Linked DNA regions of Mus musculus: region 1 is linked to region 2. A link is a contact called in public Hi-C data. All regions are on one chromosome and are shown on one strand. Each heading gives the region's core, a stretch centred on a gene start, on an enhancer-like site or on the middle of the called end of the contact. The rest is flanking DNA. Distances are from core to core; before and after follow the strand shown. Region 1 overlaps Micu1 (mitochondrial calcium uptake 1). Region 2 overlaps Mcu (mitochondrial calcium uniporter).

Region 1 (4,616 bases), core at 978-3,477, 260 kb before region 2:
CAGGAAGCCTCCCGGAGAGCTTGTTTTCAGGACAAGAGGAATTGTTTGGGCTGGTGGGGACAGCATGATGCAAAAGCTCTCCTACGAGAACAGCCATCTTTACGGCAACACTGTATCCCAGTAGGTTTGAACACCCCACACTTCCCAGTCTACTCTAGATGTGGCAAGAGGTGGTATGGCTGTCCAAAAATTCTTTTGATTTAAATTATTTTATGCACATGGCTGTTCTGCCTCCATATATGTCCGTATATGCACTGCATGTGTGCCAGGTGCCCGCAGAGGCTGGAAGGCGGCTTTGGCTCCCCTAAGACTGGAGCTACAGAAGGTGATGATCCACCATGGCGGTGCTGAGGACTGGATCTAGGTCCTCTGGAGGAGCATCGCGTGCTCTTAACCACTGAGCCATCTCTCCAGCCTTACATGCAAATTCTTGACATCTAAATATATTAGAGTGACTTATAATACACGAAATTGGTACAAATTTTAAAAATGCAGGAAATATCTTCAGTCTTTGAGAAACATTAATTTTAGGGACTAACAAGAGTGGCCTCCACATGCAAACGCGCTTTCTTGGGTAAGTCTGTGGTTGCCACGGCTCTCACGAGTGCCTGCACTAATGCTCCCCCCACTGGCGAAGAAATACTAAAAACAGAGGTCAGCACCACTTGCCTGCTCAAACTCCTCCATGTCTACCTCTCCGTCTCCATTCAAGTCAAACATCTTGAAAGCAATTTCAAAATTTCTCTGAGGAGCTACAAGTAGAGAAGGAGAAAGGGAGGAAAAATAGAAGGAACACATCAGTCAAGACGTTTAAGTCACTCCAGAAAAATGGCTTAACCCTAAATTATACCCAAACCAGAAAAGGACACTGTCTAGGATCAAGTGTTAACTCCTTAAAACCCCAAGAGAGTTCTGTGGCCCCTAAAAACTGCATTTTCCTGGTTTTGTTTTGTTTTGTTTTGTTTTTATTTCAACCTTTTTACATCTAAAAAAAAAAAAAAGAACATTTTATGTGTATGGGTGTCTTGCCTGCCTGCATGTTTACATACCAAGTATGTGCAGTGCTTGTAGAGGCCAGGAGAGGGCGTTGGATTCCCTAAGACTGGATTAACAGCCGGTGGGTGCTGGGAGTTACACCTCGATCCTTTGCAAGAGCAGCCAGTGCTCTAAATCACCCAGCCATCTCTCCTTTCTTAAATACTTCGGTTTTGCTGAGTGACAGTTCAGTTTCAGCTGTATGACACTCTTTCCCATTTTTTGGTTGTTACACGCTAAGCACGCACACCATGTTAGCTTTGAATACACTATTATTTACTGAGCTGAGACAGCCTGTCTACGACAAGCCATACCACTGATTCGATGCAAGGTCAGAGTCTAGGCCTCCGCCCTTGCCATTAAACAAGCTAGCTTTACACATGTGCAGTGTTCTGTGAGCGTCACTTTGCTGTGGGGGCTTCTAGCCATCATCATCACTGTTCCCTGGTAGGACAGGAAAGTGTACCGTAAGTCAGTCAGCTCCCTCTTCAAGATGCTGGCCTCATACACCAATTACTAAGTGAAGCACCCTTAAATGCTAAAATTCAGTTGAAGCTTGAAAAACAAAACAAAACAAAACAAAACAAAAACCAACCGCCAACAACAACAACAAGAACAACCAAGATAAACTCCACGGACTGGACATACTTCCTCCTTAAGTGAGTGACTTTAGCCCCTGCACCAGGCTTTAGTGTTTCAGAATCAATCAAAACACAATTAATACACTTCGCGTGTCATAATGAAACGGAAATGAATGGCTGTTCTCCTGAGCACCGTTAAGGTGTTCTCGTAAAGAAAACGAAGGCATTTTCCTCCTCCCTTCCTTCTGTGCTCCCAACTTGCAGAGCTTTAGAGAATAAACCAAAGTAAGTGTCCTGTCTGTCCCGATACCACTAAACAAGTTTTCAGTTATCATCATTTTTACTAAACAAACAACAAACAAAAATCAAAACACCCCCAAACCAAACCAAACCATAACCGTGAGGATTGTTTGTAGACACAGAGGTGTGTGTGTGATGAGCTTTGCACAGCATGTATAACCAGAGAGTCCAAGCCCCCACTGTGAGTTTGTCAACAGCAGTACTTCCTGGGTGCCAATTCTCCTTTCAGACACACAGGCAGCTGGCTGGAAAGTTCCTGGCTTGCATCGCTGGTTGCCTCGGTGAATGCTGTGCCTATCAGCTTCCAGATGTCTGATTCACTTGATGTTGGCATCCAACAGATTTGTTCCTTTGCTTGGTCTGCTGGCCTCAGCCTCCCCAGTGCACTGCCTCCCTGGTCCGTAACTACTGTTCTTTAGGCTGGAGCTACGATTGCTGAGCAGAACACCACTTGGAGAATCCCATTTTTATGTTAATTGGCATCTTTCTTTCTCCTTCCTTCTATTTTTTTCAAGACAAGGCTTCTCTGTGCAGTCCTGGTTGTCCTGGAACTCACTCTGTAGCCCTCAAACTCAGAGATCTGCCTGTCTCTGACTCCTGAGTGCTGGGATTAAAGGTGCGTGCCATTAACACGTGGCTATTGGCACTTTTCAAAAATATTCTTTCTAATCTTCTACTAAGATGTTGGTAAGTGTCAAACTTCAGGTTTTTTGTTGTTTGTTTTTTTGAGATGGGGTCTCATGTTGTAGTCCTAGATGGCCTTGAACTCCTAGCTGGCCTCAAACTTACACAGATCTGCTGGGATTAAAGGCAGGAGCCACCGTGCACCGCTTGAGTCAAGCATTAAGATGGATAATTCCATTTATTTATTGGTGGATTTTCTAACTTGCAATCTTGAATGTTTAAACAACAAAACAAAACAAAGGATTGGAGAGATGGCTCAGTGATTAAGAGCACTGGCTGTTTTTGTAGTGGAACTGAGTTTGGTTTTCTGTGCCTACATGGCTGTCTGTAACTCTAGTTCCAAGAAGATCTGACTTCCTTTTCTAGCCTCTGCTGGCACCAGACAGAGACATACAAATAGGCAAAACATGCATACACACAAGATTAAAACCAAACAAACCAAAAGTGGTCCAGACTGTGGGCTGCAGCAGGACATCGTGGGGTTTGGGGGTGGGAGGTGGGGTGGGGTGGGGTGGGGTGGGGGTAGCGCAGATTTGCTCTGCTGTGTATCGTGAGAGATGCAGAAGGCAGCTGTGAACATCAGGGCAAGTGGTGGCAGTGGTTAGCCCTCTGCTAGCGGCTGCTGGCAGATGACAGATAATGATGACACACTTTACCTGGCTTTGGCATGAACAAAGCAGGAGCTTCCCCTGATGCCCCGCTGGCCTCTCACCCTCTGCCAGGGTCAGCAACCTGCAGTCATCGATCGGAGAATGTAGGGAATCAGGTAAAAGGTTTCAGACAGACTACTTAATACCTGAACACTGGGATCATGCCTAAAACCCAGCTAAATACCAAGCACTTCTGTCTGGCTTCTTTTAAAGAAAGGCGATTTATAGGCTCTCACTCCAACAGCTGGAGAGCCGTTGACCCAGGATGACGAGATCCTTGTTGATGGGTTCCAGAGGGTTTCTGGAACCAGTTTTGGCTACTGTAATCCTGATTCGTGATTTGGACTCTCTTCTTCGTCACAGGGACAATCCCTCTGAGCTCTTCCGGACTCCCTCTCGCAACGTAAAGAATCTAATTTCAGTCTTGAGGATCTCAGGCACACACAGCAAAGGCCAGGGAGTAATTAAGTAACACTGCCTTTGAAAGTAATTATGTCAGGGGCCAGAGATGGACACAGAGGGAGGGAGGGAGGGAGGGAGGCACTGCTGAAACCTTTACCAGACCATACGGGGACTGGAAAAGCCTGCTAGGCTCACCATTCAAAAACCAGGTCACCCAAGCCAATGATGGCATTATTCCCAGCACTCCGCGCCTTCTGTAGGTCTGGGCTGAGCTGACCTTGGCATCCTCCAGAACAGACTGCAGCTTCTCTACAGTCTGGGTGCGTGGCTTTCCATCACGCTGGGTGATGTACATTTTTGTAGCATCTGTAGTAATTCATCAGCCGTGATTCCTCTCTTCCCACCTTTCAGAATCATCTCCAAGACTTCATCTGTGTGCACACATACACGCATGTATGCACATGTATGGTGCACACGTGAGAAAGACTGGCAAAGTAGAGGAACCAACTAAACACCCTCTGGAGTAGCGGCCTGTCACAATGGCCAGAGGCTTCCTGTAGAGCATCTACTGAGAGCATTCTGCCGCTGGAACCCACAGATCAGACTTGAGTATCGGGGAGTCAGCCCCAGCAAGAAGGGGCGCTGCCACCCTCAGTAGCAGTCCTAGATACTTTTTATTTTCTTTACAGTCATTTTCTTATACCTCTTACTGTCTTTCCTTCCCCAAATGCTGCTGCAGATAACCTTATGAGACTGTCAGAATCTGAACAGTCACTGTCCATGGACATTAATCCCATTAGCAAAGTTTGAATGGGTTTGGGTCACATACACTGTTTCTTCTTTTTAAAAGCATTTTATTTTTCTCAGTATCAGACAGTGTGGTCAGTGGTGAGTCTGGCCCTTAATACGATCTCGGCAGACTTACTGGTTATGAGCAAACACACCCCCTTCAACCCTCCGCCCC
Region 2 (4,968 bases), core at 181-2,680:
TTCTACCCCTACCCCAAGGACCACAAACAATAAATGAGAGTGTGGCCGTGTGATTCTCTTGAGATCTACTGGACACCCAACATTTGTTTGAGCTGTTGTTTCTGTGATTATTAATTGTTTTTTATAATCAATTCGACAAATAATGTAAAGAAGATGGAGAAGCCTGTCGTTCGCTTCTAAATTAGGATTTATTTGCTGGGTGGCTTTAATAAATCTGCACACCTCATGAAATCCTTTCTAAAAGTTACAGGCTCTGAAATGTGTTCTTACTGGCAAGGTGGACAGCTGCTGTCAGTAAGGGTAAGGCATGTAAGAGTACCTGAAACCCAAGGAAGAGAAACTTGTACTTTCTAGACAAATCTCTTTGTCTTTATGTGATTTATAAAAATCAAGAAAGAGTTGGGCGTGGTTGCACCTGTTCAGCGATCCGGAGGCAGAGCCATGTGGTTCTCTGTAAGTCAAAGGCCAGCTTGGTCTACACAGGAAGATCCACAACCCAAAACTGAACATAACAAAAAGTGGCACAGCATTTATTCATCATACAGTGCATAAGTAAGTGTTGAATATTAGACTATCTTACGTAGCTTTATTGAAGAGAGAAACTAGAAAGTTTTTCATATTATCATCAATTTGGGGGGGAAGATTTGAGGAAAGGCCTTTAGGACCCTATCCACAGTCGTCCATCAGCTTCTTTAGAGAATGTGTACTCTCAGTACCACAGATGGGATGCTGGGTACGTAAGGGAGGTAACAGTGCACAACAGAGCTTCAAAATGATTCTGTTGCCTGGTACTGACATTGTTATGACTATAAATCCATTTATGATGACCCGCAATTATAGTATAGATGCTGCAGGATGGAAAGGGCCTATTGGAATTTTCTAATCAGGACCTGGAAGGCCATAGGATCCGTCTTCTATCACACACAGAGAAAGCAGAGTCTGGAGTGCTGCGGGCTCTGAGGGAGGCTGTAGTCTCCACCAGTACTGGAGCTAAGGCTGCTGTTTCTAGCTTTCCAACCCTGACTCTGTTCTTCCCATAACGCCTACATCTCTGGAGGGACTCGATCTAACCTAGATACTTTTCACCTTTGGTAGCTCTTTGCCTGTTTGTTTTTACAGTTGCTACTAAAAATAGGAACTGTTCTTTTAGGTGAGGATTCTAGGTAATTGATTCCGCCGACTCCTCAGCACAGTGCCTGCATTCCTGTGTGGTCCCCTTTCGGGACACCGGTGTAGCTTTTGAGGAATTTGGGTGCTGAAGCGTTGAGCTCAGAGAGAAACTCTTACAGTGAAGAGGCTGGTGCCCTCTCCTAGGGCAACCTAAGGCGTTCCCTGGCGACTTTGTGGGTCTCACCTGCACACTTTAGGGAGACAGACTGGCTCTTGGAGAAGCAGGCTGTTAGTGTACTGTGACCTTTTGTGTGTGGGTGGAGTATTGGGGTGGGACCTAAGGCCTCCCACATGGCGAGAGCATGCAGCCACCTCAGTTTGTCCTCTTTGTGGTACTGATTGCCCATTAACCTCAGCATTGGCATAGACTAGAGCTAAACAAATAAGTTAGCCAGTTGTTGTTAGTCTCATGGTTTTAGTGTCTAAAATAATTTTGCACTTGATCAAAATATAAATCAGCGCTGCTTTTCTTTACAAGGAACGGTTTATGAGCAACGCAGGGTTGACAGTTTTTTGGTCAGGAATTCTTAACTGTGTCTTCAGTGAACCTGGCCAGAATCCTGCCCCGGAGCCTGCTTTCCTCAAATACATTGTTTGTGTGTCTTCTACTGGTCTCTGGTTTAAACGGCCACCAGAGCATTAGATCTGTGAAGCTTCATTTTCTGCATTGGGTTTTAGCCCTTCTTCGATACGTGCCTATGGCACGTATTCTGGCCTTTCTGTTCAGTCGATTACCAGGGAGAGATCACTAGCTCAACGCCATCTTAAACTGTTTGTGACCTGGGAGTAACTGCAGGCCACTTTTCTATCTAGCTCACCAGAGATGATTTCATTCTTCATACAACCTTCAGACCTTGGGCCAAGAGCTTTGCTTCATGTTTCATTTGTATTATTCATGACTTGCTGTTTCTGGATTCCTCATACAATAGAGTAACCTCCCCCTCGTCTCCTGTCTGAGTTCTATTGTAAAGCAAGATTGACTTAAACAATAATTTCCAGGAGCAAAAGGAAGTGGGCCTTTCCATCTGGGTTATCCGTCTTGGTTTATATCAGTGTTGGCGCACACAAGAGTTCAGTGTCAGTGCTTGCCCTGCTTGCTCTGTTTGTCTTAGAGGTCTTTCTCTGCAAGATCTGTAGCAACTCTAATATTTCCTGCACTCCTTTATCCAGCTGTCTTCTGTCATCTCTCACCTTCTGCTTGGCTATTACACTGCCTGTCTGATAAACGCTCGGCGAGCCTCAGAGGCTGCAGAACTTTCATTCAGTAATGCAGTAGTCTAAAGAAGGCGCAGACTTGATCCTCAAGCCTCCTCCGCCTTCCAAATCCCTGAATGACGCCCACAGCCACTGGGTCTGGGTTTACGTGGAAGTCTTCGTCTTCACCTCAGTCATCGTCCTTGGCACACATACAGATACTGGGACTACTTTATACAAATCACTTATCCTGTGAATGTTTCCATAAATGCTCCAATATTTCTCTGAAAGTTAAGAGTAGCCGCAATGCCGTTATCAAATGAAAAATAGTAACACTTTAATAGCGTCAAATATCTAGCAATCGCTTAAAACTTCCTGATTATCCTGTCTGTATTTTCAGTCAGATACAAGGGCCAGGAAGGGCTTTATAGGAAGTTATGTGGAGACCCTTTTTTCATTAAATCATTCAAATACACAGTGATTATTTAAATGAATATGTCTTTTATGCACCAGGCAAAACTCTTGGTGTCAGGAATGTGGGGTGGAGCCACTTGTAGACCTTGTATGTGTGTGGAGAAATAGGCAGGAGGGAAGAAGGTAAGAACAAACAATCAGGAAGAAAGGAAATATTACATAGGATGAAGTGCAAAGAATAGAATGAAAGTAAGAGGTGTGTTCAGTTAAGCCACTTTATACAGCATGGAAGGACAGCATCCTTAGAGGTCAGGAATGATGAAGAAGATAATCATACAAAAACAACCTGGAAGTCTGTTATAGACAGAGGAAAGAGGCAATCGATCATTCACTTGATGATGCCGAGCCGTCTCACAAATTCAGTGTAAGATGCAGACATGGAGGTGAGCATGTCCTGCAGTGTGGGTAACACAGCTTCCAGTGTAAGATGCAGACATGGAGGTGAGCGTGTCCTGCAGTGAGGGTAACACAGCTTCCAGTGTAAGATGCAGACTTGGAGGTGAGCATGTCCTGCAGTGTGGGTAACCCAGCTCCAGTGTAAGATGCAGACATGGAGGTGAGCATGTCCTGCAGTGTGGGTAACCCAGCTCCAGTGTAAGATGCAGACATGGAGGTGAGCGTGTCCTGCAGTGTGGGTAACCCAGCTCCAGTGTAAGATGCAGACATGGAGGTGAGCGTGTCCTGCAGTGTGGGTAACCCAGCTTCCAGTGTAAGATGCAGACATGGAGGTGAGCGTGTCCTGCAGTGTGGGTAACACAGCTTCCAGTGTAAGATGCAGACTTGGAGGTGAGCGTGTCCTGCAGTGTGGGTAACCCAGCTCCAGTGTAAGATGCAGACATGGAGGTGAGCGTGTCCTGCAGTGAGGGTAACACAGCTTCCAGTGTAAGATGCAGACATGGAGGTGAGCGTGTCCTGCAGTGTGGGTAGGATGATGTTCACTTTAGCAGTCCTGTTAGCCAGATTCTCATTGCTGTGGGTCATACTTGATGACACAGTTTTTAAAAGGAAGGGTTTATTTTGACTTATGTTTCAGCAGCCCTGCGCTGAAAATCCAAAATCCTAACTGCTCCAAAGTCCAGAACTGCTTTGAGAGCTGGAATGACGTCACGGGTGGAAAATTCCACACCTCGCTCTTCTGATGTCACAGAGAAAACACAGGGGCAGTACACATGCTAGACAAGATTATTTCAACACTACATATGTAAGGGGTATATGAATCACAATTCAATTTCATGTTTAAAATTAGAACCATTCCCAAGAATCTCATTATATGTCATATATATAATATGTATGCATACTATATATCTTATATATAATATATGTATATTATATACCTTATATAATATATATATATGCAGATATACTAAATTCAACACAATAAACAATATATGAAGCCTTTCTGGTCCTAAGCAAGTCAAATAAGGACAATACTTTCGGTTGAAGTCAAACATAAGAACTTAGAAGTCTGAATTATCTAAGGTTAATAACATTTTAATAGCTTCCATTGTGCCAAATGCACTTTTTCTGAACTCTTTTTAAAAATTGCTGCAGTGCCTGCCCTTAGAGCTGGTAACTTGAATGTGTTTTATGCCAAGAGAACTAATGAAATTTGCCTAAGTTCCGTGAGTTCTTTTTTTATTAGACAAAGAGGGTTATTCATAATGAGAGAATCAAAGCCCAGACATTTCTCTAAAGAAGCTTGGTTTTGATTTGCTCATTGGAACAGAACCTAACCCTGTGTTTGTTCTACCTCCTAGCACTCGAACAGACAGACAGACACATACATCTCTCTCTGTCTTCTCTTGCCTCTTCCATATAAATAATATTATGGTGGATTTTTTTTTTAAGTGGAGCAGCTCAAGAAGTAGCTCAGCTTGTGTGTTTACCTGGAAGGAGCGGGGTCCTGGGTTCAGGCCTCAGCCCTGGCTGCCCAGGCATCTGACACAGGCCTGGAATCCCAGCACTCAGGAGCAGAGGCAGGAAGACCTCAAGTTCAAGGTCATTCTGGGCTAGATAGCCACTTTGAGGTCAACCTGTCTGAAAAATAATATGTTTAAAACAAAATGAAATATGCAAACCCCTCCTGCCACCACCCCACCCCCGTTTTGATTACCTAACCTAACGGTAGCC

Evidence for each region. Hi-C and Micro-C count contacts between places; a contact is called where the count stands out from the background.
Region 1: a Hi-C map of liver shows a contact between it and region 2, with 1.8 times the contacts expected there. The contact joins two enhancer-like sites. A contact is called at or near these places in 2 of 484 Hi-C or Micro-C datasets (liver and nephron progenitors), 10 of 115 datasets of contacts at active chromatin or transcription factors (double positive thymocytes, embryonic fibroblasts, embryonic hindbrain and 3 more) and 1 of 9 other capture datasets (embryonic stem cells).

The regions. Positions count from the first base shown.
Region 1 is chr10:59,784,077-59,788,692 of GRCm38.p6, reverse strand. It overlaps Micu1 (mitochondrial calcium uptake 1), which reads right to left. Exons shown (of 12, transcript NM_144822.3): 7 at 670-752. Among named protein-coding and RNA genes, the nearest start is that of Gm17059, 14 kb to the left of the region's middle. Within about 2 kb of position 2,227, at least 24 of the 459 cell types and tissues checked have an H3K27ac peak or open chromatin away from gene starts, as enhancers often do. A contact at or near this core is called in hepatocytes and liver, where this site is marked.
Region 2 is chr10:59,521,348-59,526,315 of GRCm38.p6, reverse strand. The region is part of intron 1 of Mcu (mitochondrial calcium uniporter); the gene reads left to right. Among named protein-coding and RNA genes, the nearest start is that of Gm40671, 52 kb to the left of the region's middle. Within about 2 kb of position 1,430, at least 20 of the 459 cell types and tissues checked have an H3K27ac peak or open chromatin away from gene starts, as enhancers often do. A contact at or near this core is called in hepatocytes and liver, where this site is marked.